Linked DNA regions of Mus musculus: regions 1 and 2 are each linked to region 3. Evidence: chromatin contacts called from public HiChIP or PLAC-seq data. All regions are on one chromosome and are shown on one strand. Each heading gives the region's core, a stretch centred on a gene start, on an enhancer-like site or on the middle of the called end of the contact. The rest is flanking DNA. Distances are from core to core; before and after follow the strand shown. Region 1 holds the start of 4930519D14Rik (RIKEN cDNA 4930519D14 gene). Region 2 holds the start of Dusp22 (dual specificity phosphatase 22). Region 3 overlaps Exoc2 (exocyst complex component 2).

What was found. HiChIP or PLAC-seq counts read pairs in DNA pulled down with a chosen protein or histone mark.
Region 1: a CTCF HiChIP or PLAC-seq map of CD8 T cells shows a contact between it and region 3, with 9 read pairs. The contact joins the promoter of 4930519D14Rik here to the enhancer-like site in region 3. A contact is called at or near these places in 1 of 39 promoter capture datasets (the 3T3-L1 cell line), 1 of 15 datasets of contacts at CTCF or cohesin (CD8 T cells), 2 of 484 Hi-C or Micro-C datasets (bone marrow-derived macrophages and cardiomyocytes) and 3 of 115 datasets of contacts at active chromatin or transcription factors (CD8 T cells, bone marrow-derived macrophages and large pre-B cells).
Region 2: a contact with region 3 is called in a BATF HiChIP or PLAC-seq map of CD8 T cells, with 7 read pairs. The contact joins the promoter of Dusp22 here to the enhancer-like site in region 3. A contact is called at or near these places in 1 of 39 promoter capture datasets (macrophages), 1 of 15 datasets of contacts at CTCF or cohesin (the NIH/3T3 cell line), 2 of 484 Hi-C or Micro-C datasets (the AML12 cell line and cerebral cortex), 3 of 115 datasets of contacts at active chromatin or transcription factors (CD8 T cells and bone marrow-derived macrophages) and 3 of 9 other capture datasets (adipose tissue, liver and macrophages).

The regions. Positions count from the first base shown.
Region 1 is chr13:30,613,356-30,616,319 of GRCm38.p6, forward strand. It overlaps 4930519D14Rik (RIKEN cDNA 4930519D14 gene), which reads left to right and starts at 1,688. Exons shown (of 4, transcript NR_045975.1): 1 at 1,688-1,718; 2 at 2,407-2,601. It overlaps Gm35109 (a long non-coding RNA gene), which reads right to left and starts at 1,520. Exons shown (of 4, transcript XR_001780836.2): 1 at 1,209-1,520; 2 at 987-1,083.
Region 2 is chr13:30,658,707-30,661,534 of GRCm38.p6, forward strand. Dusp22 (dual specificity phosphatase 22) reads left to right here and starts at 1,353. Exons shown (of 7, transcript NM_001037955.4): 1 at 1,353-1,440. The coding sequence starts at 1,420. Gm35158 (a long non-coding RNA gene) reads right to left here and starts at 1,337. Exons shown (of 3, transcript XR_382157.3): 1 at 745-1,337.
Region 3 is chr13:30,864,333-30,867,311 of GRCm38.p6, forward strand. It overlaps Exoc2 (exocyst complex component 2), which reads right to left. Exons shown (of 28, transcript NM_025588.2): 22 at 499-615. Among named protein-coding and RNA genes, the nearest start is that of Hus1b, 82 kb to the right of the region's middle. Within about 2 kb of position 1,354, at least 23 of the 459 cell types and tissues checked have an H3K27ac peak or open chromatin away from gene starts, as enhancers often do. A contact at or near this core is called in CD8 T cells, where this site is marked.

The DNA.
Region 1 (2,964 bases), core at 438-2,937, 250 kb before region 3:
TGTTTTGTTTATAAATTATATATAATGATACACACACACACACACACACACACACACCACTTCATGGAGCGCAAAGAACCAACCAGAAAGCTGAGAGAAAGAGAAAAGTGTCTTGGGGCTTATGAATATTAACAAGGTACATAATAAGTATGTGTAAGCATGTTACAATAAAGCCTGCTATTTTGCATACCAATTAAGAATCTTGGAAAAGAAAGTGCCTGTTGCAAACTGTAGAGTTACCTGGGAATCCAGCTCTGCAGAGAGAGAGAGAGAGAGAGAGAGAGAGAGAGAGAGCGAGCCTTGGAGGGGAACAAACGGGATGGAGGTAAAGGCTATCCCTTGTTCTGCCCAAGCACCTAGAATTTGTTTTTTGGTCCAAAGCACTGCTGACCCTTTCCCTCGCCCCTTCTGTTTCTGTGACACTGGATCCTATACCATGGATGGTGCCTGGATAGAAGCAGAAATGTGGAGAGCATTCTCGGATCAGCTTGGGAGCTGGAGCTGCGTTTTTCTGACACACGGACACTTGGGAACACATTCTTCCGAGTTTCCCACTGTCAGTAAGTTGTCTTCCATTCCTTAGCCAGGGACTCATATCTTTCTTCAAAAGTGCCTCCCCCTTCCTTTCTGTGTGGCCTACCCATGTCCACAGTGAACCCAGATAGGCCCAAAAGCAACAGTTCTCACCTTAGAAACCTGGGATGAGTGAGCACCAAGATCTTCCCTTTCATAAACAAAAGTTAAAAGGAAGGAAGAAGAGTTTGGACACTTTCCTAGAACGAGTTGCTTTCCCTCCGAGTGCTCTCTCTCTTCTCTCTCAGTGTCTCTCTCACTCTCACCCCCTCCCCTCAGTAGTTGTTTCCATTTATGCCTCTTTCTCTTTCTGTCTCTCTCAGGCATGTTCTTTCTCTGTCTCTCTCTCTGTCTCTTGGTTTCTCAGTTTTTTTTTTTCCTTCCTGACATCAAAGGGCAGAAAAGAAACTTACCTTGTTTAAACTGACCAGGACCAGGACAGGGTGCCCACCCACACAGAGACAAGTGTGAAGAAGTATGGTTAGTCACTTTACAAAAAGAAACTTCTCACTGGGGAGAACAGAGAGCGAGAGGTCAAATTATTTATACATTTCATATGATAAGAGATGATCAGAGTCTATTAAGCCAGGTGGACAACCAAGGCATTGAAAGGATAACCACAAGCACAACCTCACCAAGCCAGATCTTTGCCCTGTTGGTGCATCTATACCAGGTCCTGGGAATCTGGGTTTCTGAGGAAACTGAAGGATTTTCTGGAAAGAACTGTCATAGGCATATGGAAGCTTGGTTTCTGCCTTGGAAGCCATGTGGACAGAAAGTGCAATGGTCTGGCTTTTCTGAGTCTGGAGCAGGCTTCTCTTTGAGTGTTTTTTTCTCCCTATGGCATAGACACGCCCTCTCAGGTCTGCCTTCTCACCCTCCCCTCATTTCAAGCATGTGCTCATATCCAAGAGCCAAGTTCATTTGAGACCTACTGGCTCTGAGGGGTCACAAGAAGCCTGTTGACTGCTGGTGCCATGGCAACCACTCTCACAGAGTCCAAGGCAACGGAGGCCTGCCTTCCCAGATATACCACTTCTATGTTTTTCTTTTTTGGTAATTTCCTTTGACCCTGAGTTAACTCATCCCCATTCCCATTATCGTTGGACTACAGGTCACCCAGGCTTCAGGCATAACTGTTAAAGGTAGGAAATCGTATGCCTCTGTGGCACTTCGGTGCTTCTAGAAGCTTCTAGAGGGTTATCGGCTTATGTGGCCTTTGCATTACTTTTAAGCTTCTAGCTTCAAAGTTTCACCCTCTTGGGTAACAGTTTCTTCTGATATTGAAACATTCCATCATTCAGGGAGCCTTTTTAAACAGGGAGGTAAGCAACTCAAAAATAGCTTCAGCCCTGAAACTGACCAGATTCACTAGTCTGTGTCAGCATAATAAAAAGCTGAGAGTAACTCTCAGACAGGACAAGCTGCAGAGAAGACTCTGAGACCAGACCAGTTGTCTGGAAGAGATTCAAGTCCAGAGCTACAACCCAACTTACTGAGCTCCCTGCAGACAGGGTGTGCTGTGTGATCCAGGTTCCCAGGGTTATCTATGCTACTGTGGGATTTGGTGATGCAGTTTGTATTTGTGTTTTTTTTTCTGCTCCTGTAATTAACTCCTTCAACCTTATTTCTGTGAATAACCCCCAACAAAACTCACTGGTTCACCAAGTTGGACTTGGTTGGTATTTGTTTTTGGTTTGTCATGAGTTTCCTCTCTGGGGTGAGCAGACTTGTGTGTTGCATCTCCTTGGGACAACTTTTGTCGTACAATACAGCCCTGAACTGGAGGTTTATCATAGAACAAAATACAAATACTCTTTCTTTTGTCCACAGAGCTTGATAAACACCTACCGTGGTTACCACTGCAAACATGCTGCCGAGTATTGATGTTCCCATCCATATTCCATCCTTGTTTCTAACAGGAGGACTTCAGATGGCACACTGCACACTGTCCTTGTGATGGGTGATTCGATGGTTTACCAACTTGTATCCAACATTACTTCGTGAAAGAACAGTTCTAACAATTTTGTAAGATTACCTTATAATTCCTAATTCCTTCCCTACATATGTATAACTCTTGGAATTTTTACTGAATTGATTATAATAGCCATTTTTCCTTTTTTTTTTAAAGTGTCTAGTCACGGCATTTATTCACATATTTTAAAATTAAGAATTATTTCATTTATTTTTATAGGACCTGTGATTATGTTTTTTTATTTTTATTTTATTATTTTTTTAGATTTATTTTTTTCACTTTTTATTGGGTATTTATTTCATTTACATTTCCAATGCTATCCCAAAAGTCCCCCACATGCTTCCCCACCCACTCCCCTACCTACCCACTCCTACTTCTTGGCCCTGGCGTTCCCCTGTACTGAGGCATATAAAGTT
Region 2 (2,828 bases), core at 103-2,602, 210 kb before region 3:
AGGTACCTGGAGTATATCTTATAAACTGGATGCTTTAGTTGAGAGAAGAATCTATGGGGAGATGACCTTTGTACTAAGACCTCAAAAAAGCTATGCAAAGAATTGGGCGTTGAGATGTCAGTAACACAGGACCCTGTGTAAGATCAAGCCTAGGATGTCTAAGAAAAAACAGAGCAGCCCCTGGGGCTGATTCCAGGAAGGGGGAGGGTGATCTAAGGCCAGCAGAATTGGGCTTGAAACATGGCATTATCTTCATTCAACAAGTACTGGCATCTACTGGGTGTAGGGCGTTGTCAAGAATACAAAATGGAAATGAGAAACCTTTAGTTCAGTGGTTCTCAATCTTCCTAATGCTGTGACTCTTTAATATGGCTACTCATAACTTGGTGACCCCCAACCATAAAATTATTTTCATAACTGTAATTATTTTCATAACTGTAATTTTGCTACTGTTTTAAATAGTAATGTTAAGTATCTGTGTTTTCTGAGGGTCTTGGGTTACCCAAGTGAAAGGGATGTTCAAACCCCCAGGTCTTAGTGCCTATAAAGGAAATTAAAATTTTACCAAGGATAAGCCAGGCACGGTGGTGCACACCTTTAATCCCAGGTGCACACCTTTAATCCCAGCACTCGGGAGGCAGAGGCAGGTGGATTTCTGAGTTCGAGGCCAGCCTGGTCTACAAAGTGAGTTCCAGGACAGCCAGGGCCAGGGCTACACAGATGTCTCGGGGAAAAAAAAATTACCAAGGATGATAGATGGCCCACATGCTAGAATGCATGCACACGCTAGACAAAACCGCAGTGCAGGTACGTGGGGGCTTTCTGGGGGTAGTCATTGCAACACACTGCCCTGAAAAAGACCATTTAGAGACAGTTGGGTTCCTCTCCTCGACCAGGGTCACGTCTCTGCAGAGGTGAGTCACCTAGCCCACCTTTCCCAGAGCATGCTCCTTCTCGGTCTGAGTTGGGTGGGGCAGGGCCCACAGGAATCCCCCGCCTTGTTGGCTCAGAAAACCCAGACAGGGGAGCCCCTCTAACAGGGGAGTCAAGGCCTGAGACACTGCCCGTAACTGGCACCAGGGAGCCCCAGGGGAAACCGCCTTTAGGGACTTGGGGACCCCCCTACCGCTGCGCCTGCCTCCGTCCACCCCACCCCCCACCCGGCGCGCGTGCGCAAACTGCAGGGTTGTAGGCTGGGGCTCATGCGCGAGCACGAGCGCGTGCGCGCTGGGCGTCCGGCCGCGGGGGCGAGGGCCGCTGTCCCCGACGTCCGCACGGCCGGACAGTAATGCCGCGTCCCGGGTGGAGCGCGCAGCGAGCGCCGCCCTGGCGCCGCCTCCCGCTGCCCCGCCCGCCTGCCCGCCCGGCTGCGCGCCCGGTCTCCTCCCGCGAGCGCGGAGCGGCGAGCCCGGCGCGGCCATGGGGAGTGGGATGAGCCAGGTAACGTCCGGTCCCGGCCGCACCCTCTTTTCTGCAGCCTCCGCAGCCCTGACCCGCACAGCGTGCCCCTTTGAGAGCGGGGGACCCATGCTGGAGCTGGTCTGTCTCCCTCCCCTGAGACCGGGCCCCTTGACGTCTGCCACCCACAGCATTGGTGAACCGGGCCAGATGGGCGGCTTCTGTAATTTCCTCTTTTCCCCAGATTTGTGTGCGCGTGCACAGATAAGCCACTCTGGTGGGGGAAGTTCACGGAAACCCTAGAACTGACATGGCTTTCGGTGTCTGGAGCTGGTTGACCCTGGGTTGTGGGGCTTCCTTAGGGCAACCTGTTGGCTGGCTGTTGTGGCCGCAAGGCCTTCTAGAAACTCTTTCTTTGCCCCTGTGGTGGCCCAAACCTTCTGGGCCGGTTTTCTCACCCCTACCCCCTAGATTGAGGATGATCTGGCGGTGACAGTCCTCCGGGTTCTATTTGTGTCAGTCTCAAGGTTAAGGAACTTGCTGGTTCAAAGAGAAATCTTACTAAGGCTCTGGATGCCCAGGACTAAGACAAGTACTTCTACAAGTATTTTAAATGGTCCTGGGTTTGGTTAGCTTCTGGTGTTACCCCCCATCTTGTCTCCACTTACTTTATCCATCATGTTTATAGGTTCTAACGGTGTGGCTCGCTTTCTCCCCTTCTTTCTTCACCCTTTCACATTTGTCTCTGCTTTGTGGCGAGGGGCTCTGCAGTGGTTTAGTTACTTCCATGGGAATGATTATTGAGGCAGAGATCCAAGACCGAGGAGGGAACGAACATGTCTTTGATGGAAGCCTGCATGCTCCTTGCACAGTCTCCATGTTTTTGTGCGTTGTGACTTTTGTGTGTTGGTGACTAGGATTTTATTATTTTATTATTATTATTATATTATTATTATTATTATTATTATTTTCGCCAGTGATCAAATTTGAAACAAACTCCCTCTCATGAATATATGCTTGTATTATGTTCCCATTAGCACAGGGATCAGTCATCGCTCTGAGCTTTCTGCTTTTAAAATTAGACCGGTTGAAGATGTCCGCCTGGGGCTGACAGACTCTGCTTGCTTTCCCTTGACATTTCTAGTTGGCGCCACTGTTTACTGTCCCTTTCTGCATTTGGTTTCTAGTATTTTATATTCTAATTGAAAGAATGGGTTTAGGTATACAAGTGATTGATTGCCTAAGGGATATTCTTTTCATACTTCTCAGCGAAGGTGGCAGTATTCATATCCACATTGTGCTATTTACTTCTTATAGTAGATTCCTTGACTATTTTATTATCATAACCAGCTTGTACAGACACAGTTTCTAGTGTAGAGATGGAAAACTATACGGACAGAGAAATGTAGATGTTCAGTGGTTCAATACTT
Region 3 (2,979 bases), core at 104-2,603:
AGGAAGGAAGGAAGGAAGGAAGGAAGGAAGGAAGGAAGGGCCAGCCTCAGGAGAACAGGGTGTGCTTAAGCAGACAGGCTAAGGGAGGGCTGCAGTCGGGAAGAGAAGACAGGAGGCAGAGGTTGGATCAGCAGGAAGTGATCCCTTGCAGTTAGGATCAGGGTTGCTCTCAGCAGTGCCTCAAGGTTTCTTCCGTCAGGAGTCAATGGGGAAGATTCTTAGATTTAGGTTTGACTTTTTTCTCCTGATTGTCTTGCCTGACCTTTGAACAGACTTTTAGAACAGGGTTAAGTTAACCAGTTCAACCATCAGACAGTTTTGCTCCTGAGTAAAGCAGTGTTACATTAACAATTTAAAGTGAGGAAGGAAATCATTCTCAGATGGGTAGGGTGAAGAGTGAGCATGGGGCCTGGGGAACTGGGGTACAGGGAGGCAAGAGGTGCTGAGACGATAATGTGGCAAAGCGCTGGACTTGCCTACTAACTACAAAGCACTTACCTGTGTTATTTTCTCTATTCCCTGGAAGTTGTGTTTTTCAAAATGTTCTGCTATGTTTAGGAAGGTGTGACGTTCTAAATAGCAGCAATTACTCAGGACTATCAAAAGCCTCTGCTCCTGTAATTCAAACAGACCATAACAAACTTAGACAGTACTGGTGAATTTAAGAGATAATCCTGATCTTGTATTAAGTACAGTGATAGGCTTCTGCCCTTTAACATCAATATCCTATGCCTTGGTTTTCTTGGCTGTGTCCTAAAATTAACACACAGAGAAGCATAACACTGAGGATTTAAACAGGGATTTGGGGTAGAAACTCAACAGTGAAACCTTTTCTGGAATGCTCAAGGCTCTGTGTCCTACTTCCAATATCCTCCAAAGGAAGAGTCAAATGTTCCATTTAACATTTTATGTACACAAAGGCCAAACAAGTTGATATTATGAATAACTACATAAAGTGTAGGAACTATTAGAAAATGGTTTATGAATCATCCACAACTTGAGAGAACATTTTAATGCCATACTATCTATCTGAAGGGCTCCTTGTTCCTTCCTTGGCCCAGTGTCCTGGGGCCCAGTCCCATCCCATGTCCATGCCAGCCTCCCCAAAAGACAGGGAGAGGGGAAGAATGCCTCCTGCTGTTACAGTCTTCAAGGCTCTGTCCACCTAAACAATTCCTTACAAAATTGTTAGACTATAATTGTAGTCTAATGAATACAGTGGATTTTTACAGTTCAGAAGAACTCTATCTGTAAATAAAATTCTAGGAATGGCCCCTGCTCTGCTGCTGCTGTGGTTCACTTCAGGGCAGCCTGGGCCTGAGCTCCTATAAGTGGGAGGCATTCTCTGGAATGGTGACTCATCCAGGGCCCTCAGTGGAGATCCTTGACTAAAACTAAGGCAAAACCACTTTCCAGGAACAGTTCTCACCCACACTTGGTTACTCTTTCTGTGCAGAATCAGAGTAACTTACAGTTAAGTACTCCAGGGGAGAAAATGCAGAAAAACAGAGGTTCTTGCTCTTTGAGGTGTGGGGACTAAAGGATGAACTAAAGTCTCTAAAGTCAATAAGCAAGCAAATCCATCTTCTGGTAATTATATATCTCCCCACTTCTTCATTACAAGTGCCTGTCATTATTTTCAGCACAAAAAGCCAGGCGTGGTGGTGCATGCCTTTAATCCCAGCACTTGGGAGGCAGAGGCAGGTGGATTTCTGAGTTCGAGGCCAGCCTGGTCTACAAAGTGAATTCCAGGACAGCCAGGGCTATACAGAGAAACCTTGTCTCAAAAAACCAATTATATATATATGTACATATGTACGCCTGGCTTTTTGGTCATCAACAGGCATATATAAAGCCTACAACACCATTAAATAGCCCAGAAAAACAGAAGGCTGCTGCTAGGGGCCCTGAAATAACTTTTAGATAGGAAATGGAATATAAAAAAGGCCAGAGGAAGTCATACTGTAAATGACATTATTTTTCTAAAGTGAATATATGGCAGAATGGCAGAGAAACTAAGCTAGCTGGGCATGTGAGGCCATCTTCCCTTCTGCTACCTTCTGTTTTATCCTAACACATTCTTCTCATAGTGCAGGAAGTAAATGACTTTGCAGCAGCTACTCCAAACACACAGAACCCCCTCAATGTCTCAAGTGGCTTCAAGCCTGTCCTTTACCAGTCTTTCATTTAGGATTAAGACTTCCATTCTAGTTGATTGAGTGTGCAAGTCTATCCTGCCCTGTTCCCCCACTGTGCTGACTTGGTTTCTCCATTACAAGACTTCTGGACCCTCTTCAAAGTGAGAACTACTTCAGTAATCTAAAGACTAACTCTCAGCAAGTACATTTTGTTTGTGTATGTTATATTGAACATTACATGAAAGTGGGAAGAAAACAGAATAACAAGAATCTAATTCTTAAACTTAGATGGTTAATCTGAAGTTTGTTTGTACCTGGTATAGAGATGTACATTTGACCATAATAGTCTCTGTATATGAAGGAATGAGTCTTATGTAGTACTTCTCTGTACTCCTAGTCAGCACCAGCAATGAACCCTTGAGACTGTGAATAAAGTCTTCTGACTCAAAATCTAGATCTTTTTCAATGTTATCCATTTCCTTCTGAATAATACAACCCTGAGAGGATCTGGGTCCTCTCAGAACACAAGTCAGATCTGATGAGATCCCTCCACTAGGGAAGAACACAGGCACAGATTTTGGAAACAAAGGAACATAACTTGGGAAGTGATGGACAGGTAAGCTGTTGTGAGGAGTGAAAGTGAAAACCCTGGGAGACCGCTGACAACCTGGTGCACCTCCGCACCTCTTGGGAGATGGACATGGAACCACCTTGCTCTCCTCTCTAACTAGAGAAAGATGGGAGGCTTGGAGTAGCCCTCCAAGTCAGGGTGCACACAAATCAGCTAGGACATGGCTGATGGGTTACACAGCGTTTGCTGGGAGCTGGGAAGGGAACAAAG